3 separate regions of the Mus musculus genome follow, and regions 2 and 3 are each linked to region 1. The links are chromatin contacts, called in public HiChIP or PLAC-seq and promoter capture Hi-C maps. All regions are on one chromosome and are shown on one strand. The core of a region is the stretch at or near the end of the contact, and the rest is flanking DNA. Distances in the headings are between cores, read along the strand shown. Region 1 overlaps Sema4d (sema domain, immunoglobulin domain (Ig), transmembrane domain (TM) and short cytoplasmic domain, (semaphorin) 4D). Region 2 has its middle 28 kb from the start of Gm33041. Region 3 has its middle 5.4 kb from the start of Gm33041.

What was found. HiChIP or PLAC-seq counts read pairs in DNA pulled down with a chosen protein or histone mark. Capture Hi-C pulls out chosen DNA fragments and counts their contacts.
Region 2: an H3K4me3 HiChIP or PLAC-seq map of bone marrow-derived macrophages shows a contact between it and region 1, with 2.9 times the contacts expected there. The contact joins two enhancer-like sites. A contact is called at or near these places in 3 of 115 datasets of contacts at active chromatin or transcription factors (bone marrow-derived macrophages, embryonic stem cells and pancreatic cancer cells).
Region 3: a promoter capture Hi-C map of adipose tissue shows a contact between it and region 1. The contact joins two enhancer-like sites. A contact is called at or near these places in 8 of 484 Hi-C or Micro-C datasets (CD4 T cells, bone marrow-derived macrophages, cerebellum and 4 more), 4 of 115 datasets of contacts at active chromatin or transcription factors (bone marrow-derived dendritic cells, bone marrow-derived macrophages, embryonic stem cells and 1 more) and 3 of 9 other capture datasets (adipose tissue, embryonic stem cells and liver).

What each region holds. Positions count from the first base shown.
Region 1 is chr13:51,733,333-51,737,258 of GRCm38.p6, reverse strand. All of the region lies in intron 2 of Sema4d (sema domain, immunoglobulin domain (Ig), transmembrane domain (TM) and short cytoplasmic domain, (semaphorin) 4D), which reads left to right. Among named protein-coding and RNA genes, the nearest start is that of Sema4d, 58 kb to the left of the region's middle. Within about 2 kb of position 2,523, at least 79 of the 459 cell types and tissues checked have an H3K27ac peak or open chromatin away from gene starts, as enhancers often do. A contact at or near this core is called in adipose tissue and bone marrow-derived macrophages, where this site is marked.
Region 2 is chr13:52,193,190-52,196,979 of GRCm38.p6, reverse strand. No RefSeq gene overlaps it. Among named protein-coding and RNA genes, the nearest start is that of Gm33041, 28 kb to the left of the region's middle. Within about 2 kb of position 2,344, at least 5 of the 459 cell types and tissues checked have an H3K27ac peak or open chromatin away from gene starts, as enhancers often do. A contact at or near this core is called in bone marrow-derived macrophages, where this site is marked.
Region 3 is chr13:52,215,503-52,219,474 of GRCm38.p6, reverse strand. No RefSeq gene overlaps it. Among named protein-coding and RNA genes, the nearest start is that of Gm33041, 5.4 kb to the left of the region's middle. Within about 2 kb of position 2,179, at least 10 of the 459 cell types and tissues checked have an H3K27ac peak or open chromatin away from gene starts, as enhancers often do. A contact at or near this core is called in adipose tissue, where this site is marked.

The DNA of each region.
Region 1 (3,926 bases), core at 1,274-3,773:
CAGTTAACACTCACCAGCTAGCTCTTCCTTGGACGCCATGCCTGGGATTAAGTTCTTCACACAGATCAGCCTCAGAATCTCAGAGGTGAGGCAGTGGTAACTTCTCAGCTTCCCTTTTCTGAAGGAAGAAAATGGCTCAGAGAGGCCCAGCAACTTCCTTAAGACCACCCAGCTTGGAGGCGCCAGTCTTTGAGCCGATAGTTTTTGACCATAGGACCCTTTGATCCAGTTATTGCTGGGAATATACCCTCTCACCCCCACCCTCACTCCCACCCCCCACCCCCACCCCCACCCCCGAGCTGCTGTCCTAGAAGTAAGAGGCAGGGAGGCTTCTGGCTTCTGAAATTGGAAAGCTTGCTCTCTTCTTATGAGTGTCTTCCTTCCTTCTGCAAGCCACAGGAGCTGCTTTGTTAAGGAGGAGGCTAAGGTGGCATCTTAAACCCACACAGGAGGGTTCCATGGGTAGGGTGACTGGGGTGGGAGACTAATTATAACTTGTGTGGTTTTTGTGTTGAGGAAGCAGGAAAAAAAAAAAAAAAACGGTCTGAGTGAGGGGAAGCTACAAGCTGAAGACTCAGGGTCTGGGAGGCTGCTGCAGCCAGAAGCTGGTTGTGACTTGAATTTGGAGCTGGCTAGGGCCAGAGACTAGACAAGGACACTGGAGCCTTGGTGGGCAGGAAGTGGGTACAGACAGTGAGTCCAAGTGTCAGAGCCAGTCGGTGTCACAGGGACACAGAAACCCGGACCACACTGTCAGCCCTGGCTGGTCCTTCATTCAGGAAGTGACAAGCGTGTGGAAGGGAATCGTTCCATATCATAATTCTAGGCCTTCACTGTGTTCTCTGAGCCTTTCCGGGCCGTGTCAGTTCCTTCCCTTATCCCCCTAAGCTGTTTCCTATCCTAACCCCAGGAGAGATGCTACCCCTGGGACAGGAGAGACCCTTTGAGTGAGTCACCTTATATCATTTGCAGACTGCCATTGGAGATGGCGTGTGATCCAGCGCGCTAGGGGAGACGTGAGCCTGGGCTCAGTTGGCCCTGCTCCAGAAGCTTCCCCCTCCAACACTTAGCCTCCAGCTGTCCACAGCCAAGGTTATCCCTCTGCCCCAGGCAGCGTGGGGTCACTGGGCTCAGGGAGTCTGTTTGGAGGCCTCTGTCCCAGATGCTGATGGGTACATACAGATGCCTGGCCCTACTCCACAGTGGGTACTTGTTTCTGTTTAGCTTTAAAACGACTGCAATCTGGACTGTGGTGGCGCACACCTTTAATCCCAGCACTTGGGAGGCAGGGGCAGGCAGATTTCAGAGTTCGAGGCCAGCCTGGTCTACAGAGTGAGTTCCAGGACAGCCAGGGCTATACAGAGAAACCCTGTCTCAAAAAACAAACAAAAATTGATCGCAAGAGATAAGAGAGGGGCTGAGGTAGACCTTAGAGGAGGACTGCTGATCCGGTGTGAACCAGCCTCCACGTTCTGTCTCAGAACTAACTACCTAAAATCAACCAAGACTCGGGATGAGCACCCATTTAATTCTTATGACTATGTTGTCTGTGGGTTTCCCTTGGTTTCCTTGGGAAGATGAAGGGGGCACAGATCTGAAATTAGGACTGATGAACTGGCTTGGCCAGCAAAAGGAGCTTGCTGCCCATCTCAATGACCTGAATTGGATCCCCGGGTCCCACAAGGTAGGAGAGAACCTGCTCCTACAAGTTGCCCTTGGACTTCCACATGTGCTGTAATGTGAATGTGCCCACACATGGACATATGCAATAAATAAAGTCTTATTTACTTTTTTAAACATCTGAAAAGAATAATACGACTTGGTTAGACTGGTTTCGTTTTTGTGGCTGGTTCTCATGTAGTCCAGGCTGGTCTTGAATCCACTCTGCAGCCACAGATGATCTTGAATTCTGGATGGAGGGCTGGGATTACAGGCTCACACCACCGTGCCCAGTTTATGCGGTGCTGAGGATAGGTCCCAGGGCCTTTTGCATGCCAGGCAAGCTTTCTAACTGAGCCTAGTGATAAGTTTTCTAATGTATGGACTCTGCTCTCTGCGATGGGGCAGTATGCTTAGACATGGCTGTGGTGGCTGAGTGTGGCGACACACACCTGAAATCTCCAGCACTGGGAAGACTGAGGCAGGAGGATATCGAGTTTGAAGCTCGTACGGACTACTTAGCCTGACCAAAATTGCTTTTATTTGTCTGTCTGTTTGTTTGTTTATATTTTAATGTGAATTGGTGTTTTGCCTGTATATATGTCTATGTGAGGTTGTCAGATCTTGAGCTATAGACAGTGGTGAGCCACCCTGTGGGTACTAGGAATTGAACTCAGGTCTTCTGGAAAAACAGCCAGTAGTAGTAGCCAGTGCTCTAAACCTCTCCAAGCCACCTCTCTGGCCTGATTTTTTTTTTTTTTTAAAGGAGAAGGAAAGAAAAGAGAAGTGGTTATTTGTGGTGTCTGTGGTGAGGTGAGCAAGCAAGCGCACCAGCTGACCCAGGCTTCCCCTTTGCTGGCTGCCCAGCACCTCACTTCTGGTGCAGTGAACAAGCCCCGCAGGAACTGGATAGAGAGGTCATCTGCTTGGGGCCCTAAGGAGTTTGTATTTAGTGCCTGTCTGAAACCCAAGCGCCCCGTGAGGGTGGAGGACCCAGGGGCTTGACTCTTAGTCTCTCATTACTTTCAGAGATGTCTTCCTGAAGCTTCCATTCTAAAGGTGCCAGGAACAACCCCAGAGACTCACGGCACAGGTAAATCATTCCGTGTATGATTTCTATGTCCAGGTCGGTAAGCGATACCTTGTAGAAGCCTCCATTGGGTCTGGTGGACTGTCAGGTATCTTGTTCCTATATCTTCATTGGAGCCAAGACTGCTGTCCCTCAGGGCGGCACCAGGCTTTGATGCTAGACAGTGAGGTTCCTAGATGGTCTTCCCTTCCCTGTCTCCATGTCCTCCTCCAACTCCCATCCCTCCCAAGTGATGGCTGCTAATGGTATGATGGTTCTGTGTGCACCTCACGTGTGCTTGCTCTACTCTTTAGGGGTATAGCATAGCATGTGTCCATCATGTCCCTGTGTGTATGTGTGTGTGTGTGTGTACCTGTGTGTTCATGGCTCTACATCTGTGTGATAAGTTGTCTATATGCCTGTGTGTCCTACATCACCGTGCTTAACTGTGTGTGATTGTGTGTCCTGTGCCACTTGTGTCCCTGTGGGTGTGTATCTGTATGATGACCAGCACTTCCTCTCATGAACTTGGTGTGGACCATGCCAGCCGTACTACACCTTCCTGCAGTGAGGCATAGCACTTGAGAGATGGCTCTCTACACGGGATTTGGGATGCATTTTAGTTGGACAAAGCTAAGAGAAGGAACCAGAATAAGTATAAAACTCCTCTTCCCTCTGCTTCTTCTCACAGCCTGCCAAGGCTGTGGTAAAGGAGTAGGGCCCTATTGGGAATGTGCGAGCCAGTTATACACATTCAGTTTCCATGGCTATCTGGGTGTAATTTGGGCAGGGGCCTTGTATGTGTGAGTCCAGTCATGTGCATGCAATGGCTTACCTGTGGAGATTAGAGCATAACTTTCAGAGTTGGTTCTCTCTCTCCATCATGGGTACCAAGGATTGTGACCCAAGTCCTTAAGCTTGCAGAGTGGCCTGCGTCATCTCAGTAGCCAAGGCCTCATTATTCCTGAAGAAGTCTGCAGTTGGCGCTGAGGTTCTGAGTATCAGCTTGTTTCTTCTCCTTCTCCTTCTCCTTCTCCTTCTCCTTCTCCTTCTCCTTCTCCTTCTCCTTCTCCTTCTCCTTCTCCTCCTCCTCCTCCTCCTCCTCCTCTTCCTCCTCCTCCTCCTCTTCCTCCTCCTCCTTCTTCCCCTCTTCCTCTTTGACCATCTGTTTTTGAATTTTGTTGGTCTATCAGATGTT
Region 2 (3,790 bases), core at 1,095-3,594, 460 kb before region 1:
TCCTGACTCAGGGAAGCGACAATTGTGCAGTGAGAGAAGAGGGTTGAACCTGGATGCACTTGTCTTGCTTACTGAACTGCCCTGCCACCCCACAGAGCTCCCACCTGCCAGAAGGACCTCACGAGATGTGGCCACCCAGTCTTGAACTGCCTGTCTTCTGAGCCATTAGCCAAAGGACCCTCCATTCCTCATCACCCACCCTCGAGGTGCTGAATGAGAGCAGAGGAAGTGAGCAGAGAGGGCACCCTCCCCATACAGGGGCTTTTGGAAAGCACCAACATCCATCGCTCCAGAAGCTGGGAACAAAATGGGTTTCAATCTCCCTGCCCCCAGCGATGCCACTCCCCCACCCCCGTGTGTGTGTGTGTGTGTGTGTGTGTGTGTGTGTGTGTGTGTAACTATAAGATGACACCAGGGAGGCAAGGAGTTAGATATATAGTAACCAAGGAAACAGTAAGTGTGGCTTGGCAGCTGTGTCTCCTGCATGGCAGAAGCTCCTTTGTGGTTGGACATCCTTGAAGCTGCAGTTAGCTTCTTCCCACTGTATCAGGAACTAAGACACCAGGACACTGTCCCAGTGGTCACCTACGTGTACTAATGAAGGGTCTAGAACCGCAAAGGCTTGACATAATGCATCGCCTGTACTATGATTTTGAAGCACATGCATGCATGTGCACACACACACACACACACACACACACACATGCACACACACCATCCCCTTTGTGGAAATAATACAAAAAGGAGATCTGGTCCCACCATGATATGATTGGGAGGGAAAATGTGTCACTTTCATCCATGCATACACCACACACTTCATAAATACTCATTACGTCTTCAAAATCCACAGTGCAGACCTACTGGGCAGATAGATTCTCATGCTTGGAACATCCAAGCTCATCTCTCTATGGAGTGTTTGCTTTGCTTTGCTAAATAAACTTCCACTTGAGCAGCCTACATCCCTTGGCCTAAACTCTTTCCTTCAAGAAGACAAGAACCAAGAGATCCCTGTAAGAAAGGGATCTTACCCACAACTCGACATCAGTGCTATGTTGAGCACAGCATGCAATGGCCGTGGGAATCTTTAGCACACTGCTAACCTGAAGCCTGTATTCTCAGCCATGCATGGAAGATGGTACTGCTCACATTCAGGGTAAGTCTCCCTTCCAAGGTGATACTGAATCCAGTCCAGGTGACGGTGAAGGTGATCTCTCGAGTCTTCTGTGCTGCACCTTCTCTGGAAATTCTTCCTGGAGAGACTGAATCCCATCATGCCTTGCTTTTCAGCTGATGCAAACTGGGTACACTGATTTCTGCTTCTGAGACGATGGACAAGAGACACATTCCAATTCTTCCCACTGAGTACGACTTGTGTCTTTCCAGTAAGCTCGTGGCGGTCCTATGAGCTGTGCTATGGAGATCTCATAGCTCCTGTCGTCTACTCTGGCCCTCAATCTGGTATCTACAAAGAACTGAACCCATCCATGGCCACCGGGAGAGGCCTGGGGTATCACCTCCCTGGGATAGCAGAGACATTGTTTTAAAGAGACACTTAAACTGAGGGACCTCAAAGAACTAAAAATCCCCCCTCCCCCAGGAGTCTCATGCTGGGGAAAGAAAGGCTGAAGTCTGGAGCCATCCAGCGAAGCTTGTCTTTTGAAAGAGATTTCACAGGTCTGACAGCCTGTCAGACCACACGCAGGGAAGGCTGGAGCCAGACACTGTGGACCAGGCTTGACCGCACATTCACAGGCTTTTATTTGGACTGAAACCTATGTCAGGTCCTGATGATGAACTTGGGGAGATTTGGAGGGGGTGGTCACTGGACCTCTGCCTTATTTGTTCCCCTCCTCAGAATGGTCACACGGAATAAAACACCTTCCTCTGATTTATTTATCACTTTAATGGTGTACTGGGTAGTTTTGTGTCAACTTGACACAGGCTGCAGTTATCACAGAGAAAGGAGTTTCAGTTGGGGAAATGCCTCCATGAAATCCAGCTGAAAGGCATTTTCTCAATTAGTGATCAAGGGGGGAGGTCCCCTGGTAGGTGGTGCCATCTCTGGGCTGGTAGTCTTGGTTCTATAAGAGAGCAGGCTGAGCAAGCCAGGGGAGGCAAGCCAGTAAGAAACACCCCTCCATGGCCTCTGCATCAGCCCCTGCTTTCTGACCTGCTTGAGTTCCAGTCCTGACTTTCTTTAGTGATAACAGCAGTATGGAAGTGTAAGCTGAATAAACCCTTCCCTCCCCAATTTGCTTCTTGGTCATGATGTTTGTGCAGGAAGAGAAACCCTGACTAAGACAAATGGATATAGTGGCTGAACCAGCTTGTTCCGGCTGCCAGAGCCTGGTCTCTGATGCTAAGGGCTCAGATAACAAGAAGAAAGTGGGAAGTTCACCCTTGCCCTAAGTCTAAGCTAAGCACAAGTTTCCAACTCCCAGGCTGTTTGCTGCTGAGGCTCCAATTGTGCAGCCACACAGTTTGGGCTCCTGACCCTCCAAACTATACTGCTTAAGCTCTTAAGATTTCCTATGCAGCAACAAATCAGCAGGACCGGACCTTAGGTCCTTAACTACTCAAGGAACTTCTCAATGGACTTCTTGGTTCTCAATGTGATTATAGCATCACAATAAATCTGATCATAAGAACTTGGCATGAAATTCCTAATGCCCAGGCAGTGACATTAGATCACGTTCTACAGTGAGGGGCACGCTCCGTCTGGCACACTCCCGTCAGGCACAGCCAGGAAGCACCCTACTGATTCTTAAGCTTCTTCTAATATTATTTTTTTAATTGACCAAGGCTGATGAAAAACAAAATCAAAATACATGGTGGGGCCTCTTCACTGAACCAACAATTGTTAATAAATCCCAATTTAGTCTGTCAGTGGGGACTGATAAATTGGTGCATGTGGGTTCCCCAGGACACTGTACGCTCTGGTGACTCACCCCAGCACAGTTCTCTGAAGCTTTGGGAGGCCATTGTACAATCCCAATGGAAGGCATTTCTCCTGGCATAGGCAGAGAGAAGCCAGGTTCCCTGGGAAGTGCGCTCCCTTAATTGTGTCCCCAGATGCTGGGGCTCTAAATTACCTTTTTCATGAGTTCTTCTGGTTCATTGTTTGCTTTCAGTCCAGCCACTTCCTCCTTGTTGTCAGGGCACAAAGGGAAACACACCAGTTTCCCCGTTGTCCTTTGTGTCCCCTGCCACCTGGGGGTCCACACCTAAGAGCCTGTGTACAATTGACTTCTGCATTCAATCACCAGGAACAAGACGGGGCTTAGTCACCTCGGGGCTAGTCCCAAACAGGGTTTGCACAGATATTTCATTTTTCTGCACTGTACATGTTTAACATGACATAAACTCTACCTCCTTCACTGTGTTCAGTGTCCAGGCAGGAAACCTGCTCACGGTGCTACGTAACCGCCACCACACTCACCCTCAGAGCTCTGTCATTTTACATAATCAAAACTCAGACTACTCATGCACCAGAGTGTTTGGGAATCTGTGCCCAGGTGAACTCAGAGATGCAGACAGAGTGCAATACTGAGACTCTACAGTGCTGCCTGATGGATACTCCCTAAGGGGCATCTGGGGAGGAAGAGTGCCCTCCCTCATTGTGGGGATAATTACTCCGCCTGCTTCCTTAGCAGGGTTTGGGTGATGGGCGATCCAGATTTCCTGGAGGGGAGAGGGAGTGAATGCCTTGGGAAATGATTGGCAGACCTAAAAGGATTTACTAATGTCTGGGGTCTCCACCCAGGACACAGGTAGAATTTAGATTCCATCA
Region 3 (3,972 bases), core at 930-3,429, 480 kb before region 1:
CCTAGTCTACAAAGTGAGTTCCAGGACAGCCAAGGCTACACAGAGAAATCCTGTCTTGAAAAAAGAAATAGGATAGTTCTAGGCAAGATCTTTAACAATTTTGGATTAATGAAAGTTGTATGATATCTCATTTTTATTATATTACAGTTTATATTTTTGATTTTTTTATACTGAGTCTTATTTAAAAGCCTTCTTAGCCCCAAAGTAAAAAGATAACTTCTCCTCTCCCTCTTCTTTCTCCTGTCCCTCCTCCCCTTTTTCCTCTCCATCCTCCTCTTCTTTCTCTTCTTCTTTTTTTTTTTCATGAGCTAGAATCTCGATATGAAGTCTAGACTGGTCTCAAACTCAGAGAGATCCTCCTGCTTCAGCCTCCCAAGTGCCAGGATCACATGTATGAGCCACCACACCCAGTAAATAAAGATAACTAAAACCATCATCTAGCTATTCTAAGAGTGAGTGGCTTTTCCTTTCGTGATTGCTTGGCTTCCTAACTACTAGTGAGGCTCTTGCCAGTATTCTTCAGCCTAAGAGCAAGTGTTCTTTCTGGAAAAACTGATGATCATCCTATTTTCTTTGGATATTCTTTCCAACCACCACCATCAAGCTCAGAACAGTAATTAAGCACCACTAAAGGGCTTTGCTTGGTAACTGTGTGAGTCCTCCCCACTGAAATGATGTACATGTGTGCATGTGAATACTCACATGTGTATGTGTGTGCATCTATGTGTATGTATGTGCACATAAGTATCTATATGTGTGTATGTGTGTGTACATATGTACTCACATGCGTATGTGCGTGCACATAAGTATTCATTTGTGTGTGTATGTGCTTGCACATAAGTATCCATATGTGTGTATGTATGTGTATGCACACACATGCTTTATGAGTGACTCTGCTGAGAACATGTGTGAAATTTGGTGGAAAGTGCTCAGCCTGGTCACACTAATGTGTCTTCTATTTTGTGGCGTGGTCACCAAGTCCCTAGGTGACAAGGATAGCTTTCATTATCTTACCAGATGACATGGTCTGTGTCCTACTCTGCCTGGAACTTGACTTCCAGAGGCCATGTTCCTCTCATGAGTCACATGGTGAAGACATCCTGACACTGACAACACACAGCATCACCTCTGGCCTTGGAAAGCTGCTCTAATGTAAAACATCCCTGGGGTTTTCATGTATCCCTGCTTGGCAGGAAGAGGATGCTGCTTCTGTCTGTTCATGGAAAGCAGTAGACAGGATGCCTAGAAATGACATGACTGTATGCCAATAAAAATGTATTTATACATAACACATTTCTGTTCTACACAATTTTCATGGAGGATTGTTATCATCTGTTTTTTCCCCCTCTTTTTCCTTCTTTCTGTTTTTATAACCATGTCACGGTGGTGGAAAAACTAAAGTGGCCGCATCCCTTCACCCAGTGGACTGAACACTTGTTGGCTTTTTTTCTGGGATCTTTTTACAGTATCGGAAATCACAAAGACTCAGCGCCTCCCTCCACAGGGGACTGGTTAAACAGATTTGGCACACGATATGGGGTGACAGATGCCAGTCTTTATAAAGATACGTGTTTAACCCCTCATGTGCTAAAAGGTGTAAGACTTCAAGACACCAGGCTAAATGAAAAAGAGAAAGATGGAGAAACACATTATGCCCAGAGTTGAGAAAAAGAAAGCTCAGATAGATGCCAACCTTCTGATCCATATCAAAATATCTGATAAACGACACAGAAAGTTGACAGTACTAATGTTGTTTTTACGTTTGTTTTGAGAATCTGATCTGGCCAGGCTGTGGTAGAAGAGAGAATTTTAGCTGTGCAAGTTTTAATATGTGTAATCACTTAGTTATATAAGTGTATTTCTTACCTAATTAAAATTTAAATGTAAGAAAACCAGGTGACGTCTCTGACATACATAAAGCCCAAAATTATTCAGAATATGGACTTGACTATACACTACCTTAAAAGGTTGGATTATATCATGTGAGTATACACATACACACAACCTTTAATGTCACAAATTCCAGAATGGTCTAAAATCTCATTAAAATCTGGGACACACTTGATGAACGGATGAAGAAAAATGTGGCCTGTGCTCACAATGGGCCATGGTTCAGCCACAAAGGCTGATAACCTGTCACTGGCGACAAATCCGACTGCACAGGAGGACCTTGGGCTAAGTGAGGCAAACCAGGCACCGAAAGACAAATGGGGCATGATCTCAGTGCATGTGGAATCTGAAAGTTGATGTCATAGGAGAGACTGGGACGATGATCACCAGAGGCTGGGGAGAGGAGAGCAGGAGAGAGCAAGCAGGAAGAGACTGAGCACCAGGCACAGGGTTATACTGAGACAGGAGCAAGGCATGCTGGTACTCTGCTGCAGAGAAGTGGGCAGTGATGCCAAATACATATTACCCCACATCTGTGGGGTAAGCTACGAGAACATCTGGAGAGAGTTGACAGTATTTTAATGATAAGTATCTAAAGAGATCAATATATGACTTGTTCATTGCATAAGGTACTCAGACTGGTTTAAAAATTATGTAATGCACACATGTATCAAAAGAACTCGTAGTACTCCATAAATGTGCACAGTTATAACTTGTTGATTAAGATTTGGGGGTGTACAAGTCACCACCAGGTTGAGAGCCCATGTCACCAGCTACTCAGTTGGAAATGACTGCAAAGCTTGCTACTGTCCAGTGCTGGTAATGGGTTGGGCCTCTCACCAGCAAACTGCATTCAGAAGACAGTTCCATTCCTCAGTCTCCCTTTAAAAATATGTGTGTGCAAGAATATGCACATCCCGGGTGGTCAAGCACTCCCCCTTCCAAGTGTGAGGACCTGAATTTGAGATGCAGAACTAATATTTAGAAACAACTTGTGGTGATGTGTGTGCCTGTAACCTCAGCTCTGCAGGGGCTCCTGGCCAGCCAACCTTGCCAAATACTAAGCTTCAGGATCAGCGGCTAAGGTTGTTTCACAATTAAAGGAGCAGAACAACCAGGACAGATACCCAATGTCAAGCTTAGTCTACACACACACACACACACACACACACACACACACACACACACGCACACGCACATCCATATGCATACACACACCCTTACGAAGATACAGCTGTCAGTGTGGTTGTAGGTTTAACATGGGCTATTTAGAGATGTGGGTGTGACCCATCCAAGAACGTTTTATTCTGACAGCAGAATGTCTCACTTCTTGCTAATTGTCTTGAGATATTGGAAGAAGAGGCTGTGGTAGCTTGATGTGCAGAACTGTATGCCCTCTATAGTCATAACCATTCCCACCCCCAAACACTGTGGTGCCAACCCAGCCTGGACATGGCTTCCCAGTATTGTCTCTCATGGCAGCCATGTGCCACCAATGTCCGAGGGTTGGGGATTGGAACCCAGACCAAGGTCAAAGAAAACAAGAGAAGAGGCCAGAAGAGGGTGGCTAAGTGAACAACTTCACATCGGCCAAGTTCAATGTTCCAAATAATCTTCTCACTGACAATGGTCTTATTTCCATTGGCCACAGGATGCTAATCCCCTCCCAAGCTCAGGCCAGTATTGCTCACTACGGATTTCCTTCCCTAACTTCCAGGGCGAAGACCCTCAGCAAGCAACATGCAAGACTGTGCAGACCCTTGGACTATTGCAGGGTCTGTGTATAGTCTACTCATGTCCTCTATGAGTAGAGTGGGGACATGTTCCCCCTGAGCTAGGACAGTAGTTATCTATAAAACCAGAGTCCCCCAGACTCAAAACCCGACAGCTCTGCCGGGTGACAGGGCACCACAGCAGTGATTCAGATGTCGCTTTTACACAATGACCTCAAATCCATACACATTAGGGAAAGATTATGCCATCTGCTCACCATCTGCTAAGGACAAAACAACTCATCTTTAAAGTTGTCCTAGGAATTGGGTCTGCGGTTCCGCCAAGGATCATGGTGCCTTTTAAAGTTTC